Regions from separate parts of the Zea mays genome. Here regions 1 and 2 are each linked to region 3. A link is a contact called in public Hi-C data. All regions are on one chromosome and are shown on one strand. The core of a region is the stretch at or near the end of the contact, and the rest is flanking DNA. Distances in the headings are between cores, read along the strand shown. Region 1 holds the start of LOC103654097 (pentatricopeptide repeat-containing protein At5g14770, mitochondrial). Region 2 holds the start of LOC103654098 (DUF2146 family protein). Region 3 holds the start of LOC100283243.

Region 1 (2,749 bases), core at 62-2,561, 250 kb before region 3:
ATTTATTGTAAAAAACAAGTTTATATAACCTCGCGCATCGATGGGCTCACATAATCAATGTTCGGACACACGAAGTGCTTCACAGTGTTTTCGTCGATGACAGTACGATCTCCACAATCGCATCGAGACGGTGAGTCCATCCTTCTTTCTGTTGCTACCTCCTTTTCCGCATCCGTCATTGGTGGAGGATTCGAGGGAGGAGGTATCCAACGTTTAAAACGCTCATGACTAGTCTTTCCACACGACCAATTAGTGAAAAGAAAATATCGAGGGTCAAATTTATCAGGACCATCGATCCACTGGAAAAAGAAACACCTCAGGTGCTCCTAAAACAATGGAACGAAGCACTATTACACATCTAGTAAATAAAAAATTCAAACAAAATTAAGTCACAAGTCATAAGCTACGTACGTTAAAACCGCCACAAAGGTAGACGCAGCGAGCAGCCGTGTCTGGATGTTTGGATTGACATACCCAAGCTAGTCTGCCACAGTCATAATTAAGCACAGAAAGTTTAGGAGGAACAGGAGCATCCTTACTAGATACGTCCGGATATAACTTCCGAGGACGACCTCTCTTCTGCCATAACGCCTCCCGGTACATATCTTTCATCTAATAAACGATTATAATTATCACTTGTACCTAATAGACTTTATAATCGGTTTACACAAACTATCAAATGAAATGTACTCATCATATTAACGATACTATATATATTATGAGCAACATTGGAAACTAATAATCGAAAAAGTACATCCCAATATACAAAACGAATCAGTGAGACACCAAACCTTGGTCTACGAAGTGTTGCAACTCGAAACTTTGAATACAACAACTTTTGACGAAGTTTTGAATTGAGAGGAGATGAGGTCTTCTCCGCCAGCAGCGCGACCGATTTTATAGGCCTCCGTAGCTCGGCGCCAAGATCTGTGGCGCCGAGCTACGAGGCCGCATCGACGCCGCGTCATCCGTAAGACGCAGGTAGCCGTTAGTGCCACGTCAGAGCTCGGCGCCATAGCCTATGGCGCCGAGATGTGTTACCTCGGCGCCATAGGCTATAACGCCGAGTATCGGGTCTAAACATGCATATAAAATTTCTGGGGGTTTAATTGTATATTTTTGTCGCATAAAGGGCTAAAAAACAAAAAATTCGGAACACCCGAACGCATATTTCGGCTGGGCTGGCATTTTCTACCACTGGGCTCATCTAGTAGCCACTAAAGCCCACCAGCTTCTCCCCAGCCAGGCCCAACGGGCTCTGTCCTCGGCCTTCCTCAGCAACTCCCCTCCCCTCCCCTCCCCTCCACTCCATTCCCCTCGTCGCCGACCACCACCCACCATGGCGGGGGCGGCATCTCCGCCTCAGGCCCTACCCCCGGCCCCGACCCTCCAGGCCTCCTTCCTCTGCTCCCTCGCGCTCGCCTTCCTCCGGGCCGGCCGCCTCTCCGCTGCCTCTCACGTCGTCTCCTCACTCCCCGCTCCGCCTCCCGCCCGCCTCCTCCGCCGCCTCATCCCCGCGCTCGCCTCCTCGGGCCTCGTCGCCGCCGCCTCCCGCTTCCGCCCCGTCCCAGGTGACCCGCTCACCCTCAACTCCATCATCCTCTCCTACTGCAGCCTCCACGCGCTCCGGCCCGCGCTTAGCCTGCTCCGTTCCTCCTCGGGGCCCCAGCCGCAGGTCGCGGCCGACACCGTCAGCTACAACATCTTCCTCGCTGGCCTCTCCGAGCAGGGACACGGGAGGCTCGCGCCGCCCGTGCTCTCCGAGATGTGCAAGCGCGGCGTGCCCTGGGACGGGGTCACCATGAGCACGGCGCTCGTGGGGCTGAGCAGGACCGGACTTGTCGGCGAGGCCGCGGCGTTGGCGGAGATGCTGGTCCGAGGCCGAGGAATTGATGGCTTGGGTGTGGTGGGATGGAATGCTCTCATTGACGGCTACTGTAAAGTCCAGGACATGGCCGCAGCATTGGCGGTGGTGGAGAGGATGACTACACAAGGGCTGTCGCTTGATGTGGTGGGGTACAATACCCTGGTTGCCGGGTTTTTCTACTCCGGCGATGCTGATGCTGCATGGGAGGTAGCGGAGAGGATGAAGGCGGATGGGGTGGAGCCGAGTGTGGTCACACACACGACGCTCATTGGGGAGTATTGTAAGATGAAGCGGATCGAGGAGGCGTTCACTCTGTACGAGGGTATGGTCAGGTCGGGTGTGCTGCCTGATGTGGTCACCCTTAGTGCTCTTGTTGATGGCCTATGCAGGGATGGCCGGTTCTCAGAGGCATATGCACTTTTCAGGGAGATGGACAAGATTGGAGTCGCTCCAAACCATGTGACATATTGTACATTTATCGATTCATTAGCGAAAGTGCAGAGGGTGAACGAGTCACTGGGTCTATTGGGAGAGATGGTCTCAAGGGGCGTGGCCATGGATCTGGTCATGTATACAACTGTGATGGACCGTTTAGGTAAGGAAGGGAAGATTGAGGAAGCTAAGGATGTGCTTCGGCATGCTTTGTCGGATAATATTACTCCCAATTGTGTAACTTACACTGTACTGGTCGATGCACACTGCAGAGCTGGCAATATCGATGGCGCAGAGCAGATGCTGTTGCAAATGGAGGAGAAATCCGTTAGCCCCAATGTTGTCACATTCTCATCAATCCTCAATGGTCTTGTTAAAAGAGGATGCATCGCCAAAGCAGCTGGCTATATGAGGAAGATGAAGGACAGTGGCATTGCTCCTAATGTTGTT
Region 2 (2,925 bases), core at 421-2,920, 190 kb before region 3:
CTCCATGCCTGCAAGCACCCTGCACTTCTTGATCAAGACACGGATCTGTCCCTCCAGTGACGAATGCAGTTTTTTGCCTGAACTGCCCTCAGATTTGTTTGCTGCCCGGGAAAGCATAATTACTGAACCAGAACTTTTTGAAGCTAAGCTCTGTTTTGGTAGTCCATCAGGGGTAGAACCCTGATTTGATGAAGATGCATCACCTATATCATCGGGACTTGCTGCAGCACTTGAAACATCAACCGCATCATCCTCAAAGACAAAGAGCAATACAGGAATGCATTGGCCTGGCAAGACAGAAGGAGTTGAACTGGTTCCAGACATAAGTGAGATAGCCGAGGACTGACGCCCAGCGTGACCTCCTCGGCGTGTTGGAGGGGAGACGGAAGAAGCCCTGTGGGTTGCTCTTGTTGGGGTGTCAGAGGCAACAGTTCTGGCAGGCATTGCAGCTGCCACCAATGGCTTGACAAATGGAGCGAGAGCATGCTTTGAAGATTGCAGCAGTCGGAACTTCTTTAAGGTTTGTGTGTTAAATCTGAAGCCTTGTTGCAGAAATATAATTACGTGGCAGACCTAGAATGTTGCAAAGTAAAACCAATCCATGAATCCTTCATTTTGTCACAGAAAACCAAAGAAACAAGAGACCATAGTAGTCATTTGGGTGGTCAAAGGCCCCTGCTATTCTAGATATATGATCATGAAGCAGTGAATCTAAAAAATAACAGGCAGGTAAAAATATGACGATGAAGTCTAAAATTTCTATGATCAGAGAACCAGACATTAGCCACGTTTGAACACAGGCAAGAGGAACACTTTGCACGTTTATTTAGTTGTAAAATGTCAACTCAACATAGACAATCAGTGGCAGCTATTACAAGCATGTATAGAAATCTATGAAATTTTAAACGAAAAAACAAAAACAAAACAGCATCGTCAGGCTGTGCAGGTGTTTTAAGTGCATCAAATCGTCAATAGCTAGCTGAAATAATGCGATAGAACGACGAGCTGAAGCTGATCCTATATAAAGGGTCAGAATAGGCGGAGGCTTTGGGGTCAGCTTTGGCAGTTCGATTCCCAGGATAGCAAACCTACCGTATAATGTAATGAGCAAAAGGAGGGTAAGAATCCGAGCTCACAGAGAACATGAAGAGCATCTCCGGTAGTTCGCCGTCATCGCAGCATCCTGCCACCGCCTCGAGCGGCGCGGGCGGCGGCGGCGTGAGGTGAAGGAACACCATCCTCTTGCCGGCGTCGCGGTGGTACCTTACCCTTCCCGCGAGGCTCCCCGCCGAGCCACCGGGAGAGAAGACGTGGGCGTCGAGGATCCGGTCCGCGAGGCGGGCGGTCCCCGCGGCGCCCACGAAGCCGACGGCGACGACCCCGTCGCGGGAGGCGGGCGACGGGGCCGCCGGGCCCGTGGAGGAGGGGTTCGGGGAGGTCGGCGGAGGAGTGCGGGAGAGGACACGGACGGCCGCGGAGTGGGTCGCCGGAGGCGAAGGCGGCTCCATCGCCGGCGGCGAGGTGGGGGCGGAGGATGTCGCGCTTGTTGGCTACGACAGCCTATAGTAGTCGGCTTTGTCGCGGAGGGTGGTTTCGTTTGGGGTTAAGGCCTTTCGGAGGACAGGCTGCGGAAGTAGTGGGCCGCTTTGTTGGTCTAGATGGACCGGGAATCATATATTTTGTCTTGATTTCCGGCCCGTACACCTTGCGCTTGTCAAATCACAATGCTGCCGATTCTTTTTTTTTTTACAAAGCAATAATGGAATGAGAAAAATACTTGTAGCAAACTGCGGGGCTACCCAGCTATTTTTATTTAAGTTCGACATGAAGCTGAAGCCATCTAAACAGGGTTGAACACTGTATCGTGTCCACACAATACTAATGACCTTTAAATGTGTACATGTAAAAAATAAAATAAAATGTGACGGACACCACCCCACCGACACTGCTATGCCTATGCGTTTAGGCACGCGTGCCGAGGCAGTCTCGCTGGACTGGAGGACACATGAGGTCGGGTCGCGGCGGGGGCGTCGGCGATGCAGAGAGGAGAGAGGCCGTCGGTCCGGTCGGGATGGCCCGCCCAGATCGACCCGGTCCGTTTTTTCCCTGAGCCCAGTTAATCCAGCCAGGTAAAAAGGAAAAAAATTAAAAGCAACTGCGGCCCGTCATCTATCTATTTATCCATCACGCCGGGCCACGGGTAACGACGGGTCACACAGGCAGCACAGCCAGGAGCCAGCAGCGGCAGCTTTCCCTCTGTCACGCTCACACGCCTGCAGGCCGGCCAGCTCCATTGCCAACCATCGTCGAGCTTGCAGCTCGCTGGTCGCATCGTCCGTCCAACGCCACCTATGGCCGCCGCTCCTCCTGCCCGGCACCGGCACCGGCACCGGCACGCGCTGCTTATTTTTGTTGTTGTTACTGCAGCTGCAGCAGGAGCAGACGCGCAGCATCCGCCGTTGCCGGGGTTCTACCCGAGCAAGCGTTACCGCGCGCGTCCCTTCTCCCGCGACTTCCGCACCCTGTGGGGCGCGCAGCACCAGTCGGTGTCCGGCGGCGGCGGCGGCGGCGGCGTGACCATCTGGCTGGACTCGACGTCCGGGAGCGGGTTCAAGTCGCGGCGGGCGTTCCGGTCGGGCTACTTCGGCGCGTCGGTGAAGCTGCAGGCCGGGTACACGGCCGGGGTCATCACGGCCTTCTACCTGTCGAACGCGGACGCGCACCCGGGGTTCCACGACGAGGTGGACATGGAGTTCCTGGGCACCACGCCGGGGCAGCCGTACACGCTGCAGACCAACGTGTACGTCCTCGGCTCCGGCGACGGCGGGCCTGGCAGGGTCGTCGGGCGGGAGGTCAAGTTCCGCCTGGACTGGTTCGACCCCACCGCCGACTTCCACCACTACGCCATCCTCTGGAGCCCCACGC
Region 3 (2,722 bases), core at 172-2,671:
TTTTTAAAATGATTCTGATTCTCTAGAAGAAACAGGAGGATCAGCTCCTCACGAGGATCAGGATCTGGAGCTAAAGAAGCAGGAGCCAGAGCTTTACCAAACGGGCCCTTAATTCCCTCGAATCCCCTGTATGTTATCATACTCTTTCCAGCATGTTGACGTAGTCGTAGCATAAATTTTGCATTAGTAGTATTCCTTTGGAATGCTCGGACTACCCGCCTTGTTCCATTAAGCAAACCATTAGACGGATGTTTTCTCAGTAATATAATTGGACAATTAACCTTAGGATGTTTTGAGCGACTTGTTCTGGGCATTTTCGAGGAGCTAAACAATGTACAATCTCGACGGAGCTGAGCTGAGAGAAAAGTGCGTAAAGATACGTGCTCATAATCTCGAGGATTTTTGGTAACCAAAACGAACCACGGACGGATCGGGAGAAGATAAGGTCCCGCACTGCCATTGCATGTGATGTGAGACTATGCGAGGAGAAGGAGGAGCGTATACGTACCGGCGATGGGCGGCGCTGCGGCGACGACGTCGGGGAGGTCGAAGTTGATGCCCTCGGTGATTGTGGGGACCCTGCGCATGATCATCTCGAGGCAGGCGCCGGAGCTTCCCCCGACGTCTACGAGCGTGGCGACGCCGCGAAACCCGCCGGCGGCGCCGTAGCCGTCGAGGAGGGCACCCATGAAGGGCTCGGATACCCCCGCCATGGCGCGGAGCATGACCCGGTTGGCGTCCTGGTCCTTGCCGTAGTAGGCGTAGGCGGTGACCCCGGCGTTGGCGCGCGCGAACGGCTCGGGCCCCGCGGGGTCAAGCACGGCCTCGTGCAGGCGGGGCCACGCCGCCACCAGCGCGTCCTGGTGGTGCTGCAGCACGTAGTCGGCGTAGGACGCGCCCGAGGCGGGCCCCGGCACCAGGGTGCGGCCCACCGCGGTGAGCGCGAATAGCCGCCGCCGCGTGGTGGGCGTGGACTCGGTGGACTCGGAGAAAACGCCGCGGGACGCCAGCAGGCGGAGCAGCCGCTCCAGGACGGACGGGTCCGGGTGGCCCGGCGGGAGGAGGTCGGCCGCTGACATGGGCGCGTTGGCGCCGCCCGCCCACACCGCGGCCGGCACGCCCAGCCGGATCACGGCCGCCAGCGCCATCGGCACCGACACCATGTTCGCCAGCTCCATCATCGCCAGCCTGGCCTCCGCCGGGGACATGTCGTCCCTCGCGGCGGCGGCGGCGGCGGTGGCGCCGTTTGCGGACGGCGGCGGCATTGCTTTTGGTGGTTTGGATTGACGGCACGCCGCACGCTACGGGAGGGGAATGGCGTGCGCGCGCGCGTGTTCAGTTCAGTGTGTGGTGGAGGGAGCGACAGGACAGGATTTCTACTGCAGTACTGCTACAGCGGCGGACGGGACTCGTGTGTGATCTGGAGACTCCCAAGACTGCAACGGCCTGATCACATTCACATGACCCCGTCGGCCCCGCGCCGAAAATCACGAGCCCGAATCCCAATCACGACGGGCACACTCGAATGGAGACGCGATCTGTTTTTATTTATTTTCGATTTTTGAGGAATGGGGAAGCAGAGTGCACACTCGAATTTATAATACTGTTTTGATATGTTTTTTTCAGCACTGTACAAAGTAAGCCTTTTTTATTTTGAAGAATTCTTTGTATTCTCACATTTCTATGGCACTGATACTTTTTTTTTGCGTCACTGGTATTCCTGTTTATGGGGTTGTCGTCTGTTTGGCCCAGCCCCAGCATGGTTGCGATTGCAAACGCGTCGCACGTCATCTTGCAGACCATGCCTGTTGCTCCTGAGTGCGAAAGACGTATGCACAGCACAATAATACTGTACTATATTTCATCAATATTCATATGTGATATGTTTGTAAGCGTACATTCTCCGTGTAGCGTACAACAGCAGCTCGAAACATCACGGACCGTGCATTTGAAAGAGAAGTCGACTCAACCAAAGGCAACGGGAGCTGAAAGCTACATACCCACTACCACACTACGGACTGATACGCAGATGTAACGCACCAAACACTGACACATCACAGCTCAATGCTCACTGGGAGGACCAGAGAGTGATCAAGGAACCTGGTATATACCAATGCATTGCTGGTGTCTGCTTCAGTTGAGGATCAGTCAGTGTATAAATATACAGTGAAACAGCTTGCACTGGGGACACCACTTCCCAACGCAAGCTCTTCCAAAAATTAATGGCACGCCCTTTGCCGCCTGCGTCTCGGCGACACGAGCAGCAAGGCAACGAATATGCAGGCAACGTAAGTAGCCTCCCCTATAGATTCACAAAGGAGGAAAAACAGAGTTCTTTTTTGGGGGATTGGGAGGGGGTCCATTTCCTAAACAAGCTTTTCTTCACTTGCAGCAAAACTTCGCTTGCCGTCAACTTATTCCTTTCCTACTGACTGTATCTTCCACCACCTTACATTACCGAGTATGCGCGGACCACCTCCACGATGGGAGCCCGGCAGAGCGGGCACTTGCCGCCGCTGCGCACCAGCTCATTTGCACATTTCGAGCAAGTACACATGTGCCCACACCTGCCATCATCACCCGAAAGGTTTAAAGCATTACAAATCACGCATCACATACACCAGCTTGTGCACAAGGAACCTGAAATGTCATGTGGAGTACCCACCTGTACAGTAGAGAATCAATCTGTGAATCACAGCATACGCAGCAGGTTCCTGTCCTC

The links. A called contact is a pair of places that touch in the nucleus more often than the background predicts.
Region 1: a contact with region 3 is called in a Hi-C map of leaf, with 5 times the contacts expected there. The contact joins the promoter of LOC103654097 here to the promoter of LOC100283243 in region 3. A contact is called at or near these places in 10 of 25 Hi-C or Micro-C datasets (bundle sheath, ear, endosperm and 4 more).
Region 2: a contact with region 3 is called in a Hi-C map of tassel, with 9 times the contacts expected there. The contact joins the promoter of LOC103654098 here to the promoter of LOC100283243 in region 3. A contact is called at or near these places in 6 of 25 Hi-C or Micro-C datasets (bundle sheath, ear, endosperm and 2 more) and 1 of 3 datasets of contacts at active chromatin or transcription factors (leaf).

The regions. Positions count from the first base shown.
Region 1 is chr4:174,840,316-174,843,064 of Zm-B73-REFERENCE-NAM-5.0, forward strand. LOC103654097 (pentatricopeptide repeat-containing protein At5g14770, mitochondrial) reads left to right here and starts at 1,312. Exons shown (of 4, transcript XM_035967404.1): 1 at 1,312-2,749. The coding sequence starts at 1,340.
Region 2 is chr4:174,898,947-174,901,871 of Zm-B73-REFERENCE-NAM-5.0, forward strand. LOC103654098 (DUF2146 family protein) reads right to left here and starts at 1,671. Exons shown (of 8, transcript XM_035967409.1): 1 at 1,137-1,671; 2 at 1-573. The coding sequence starts at 1,508. LOC100273667 (putative xyloglucan endotransglucosylase/hydrolase protein 32) reads left to right here and starts at 2,198. Exons shown (of 2, transcript NM_001148080.1): 1 at 2,198-2,925. The coding sequence starts at 2,352.
Region 3 is chr4:175,085,910-175,088,631 of Zm-B73-REFERENCE-NAM-5.0, forward strand. LOC100283243 reads right to left here and starts at 1,422. Exons shown (of 3, transcript NM_001156145.2): 1 at 509-1,422. The coding sequence starts at 1,265. LOC103654099 (RING/U-box superfamily protein) reads right to left here. Exons shown (of 7, transcript XM_008680923.4): 6 at 2,666-2,722; 7 at 1,839-2,567. The coding sequence ends at 2,450.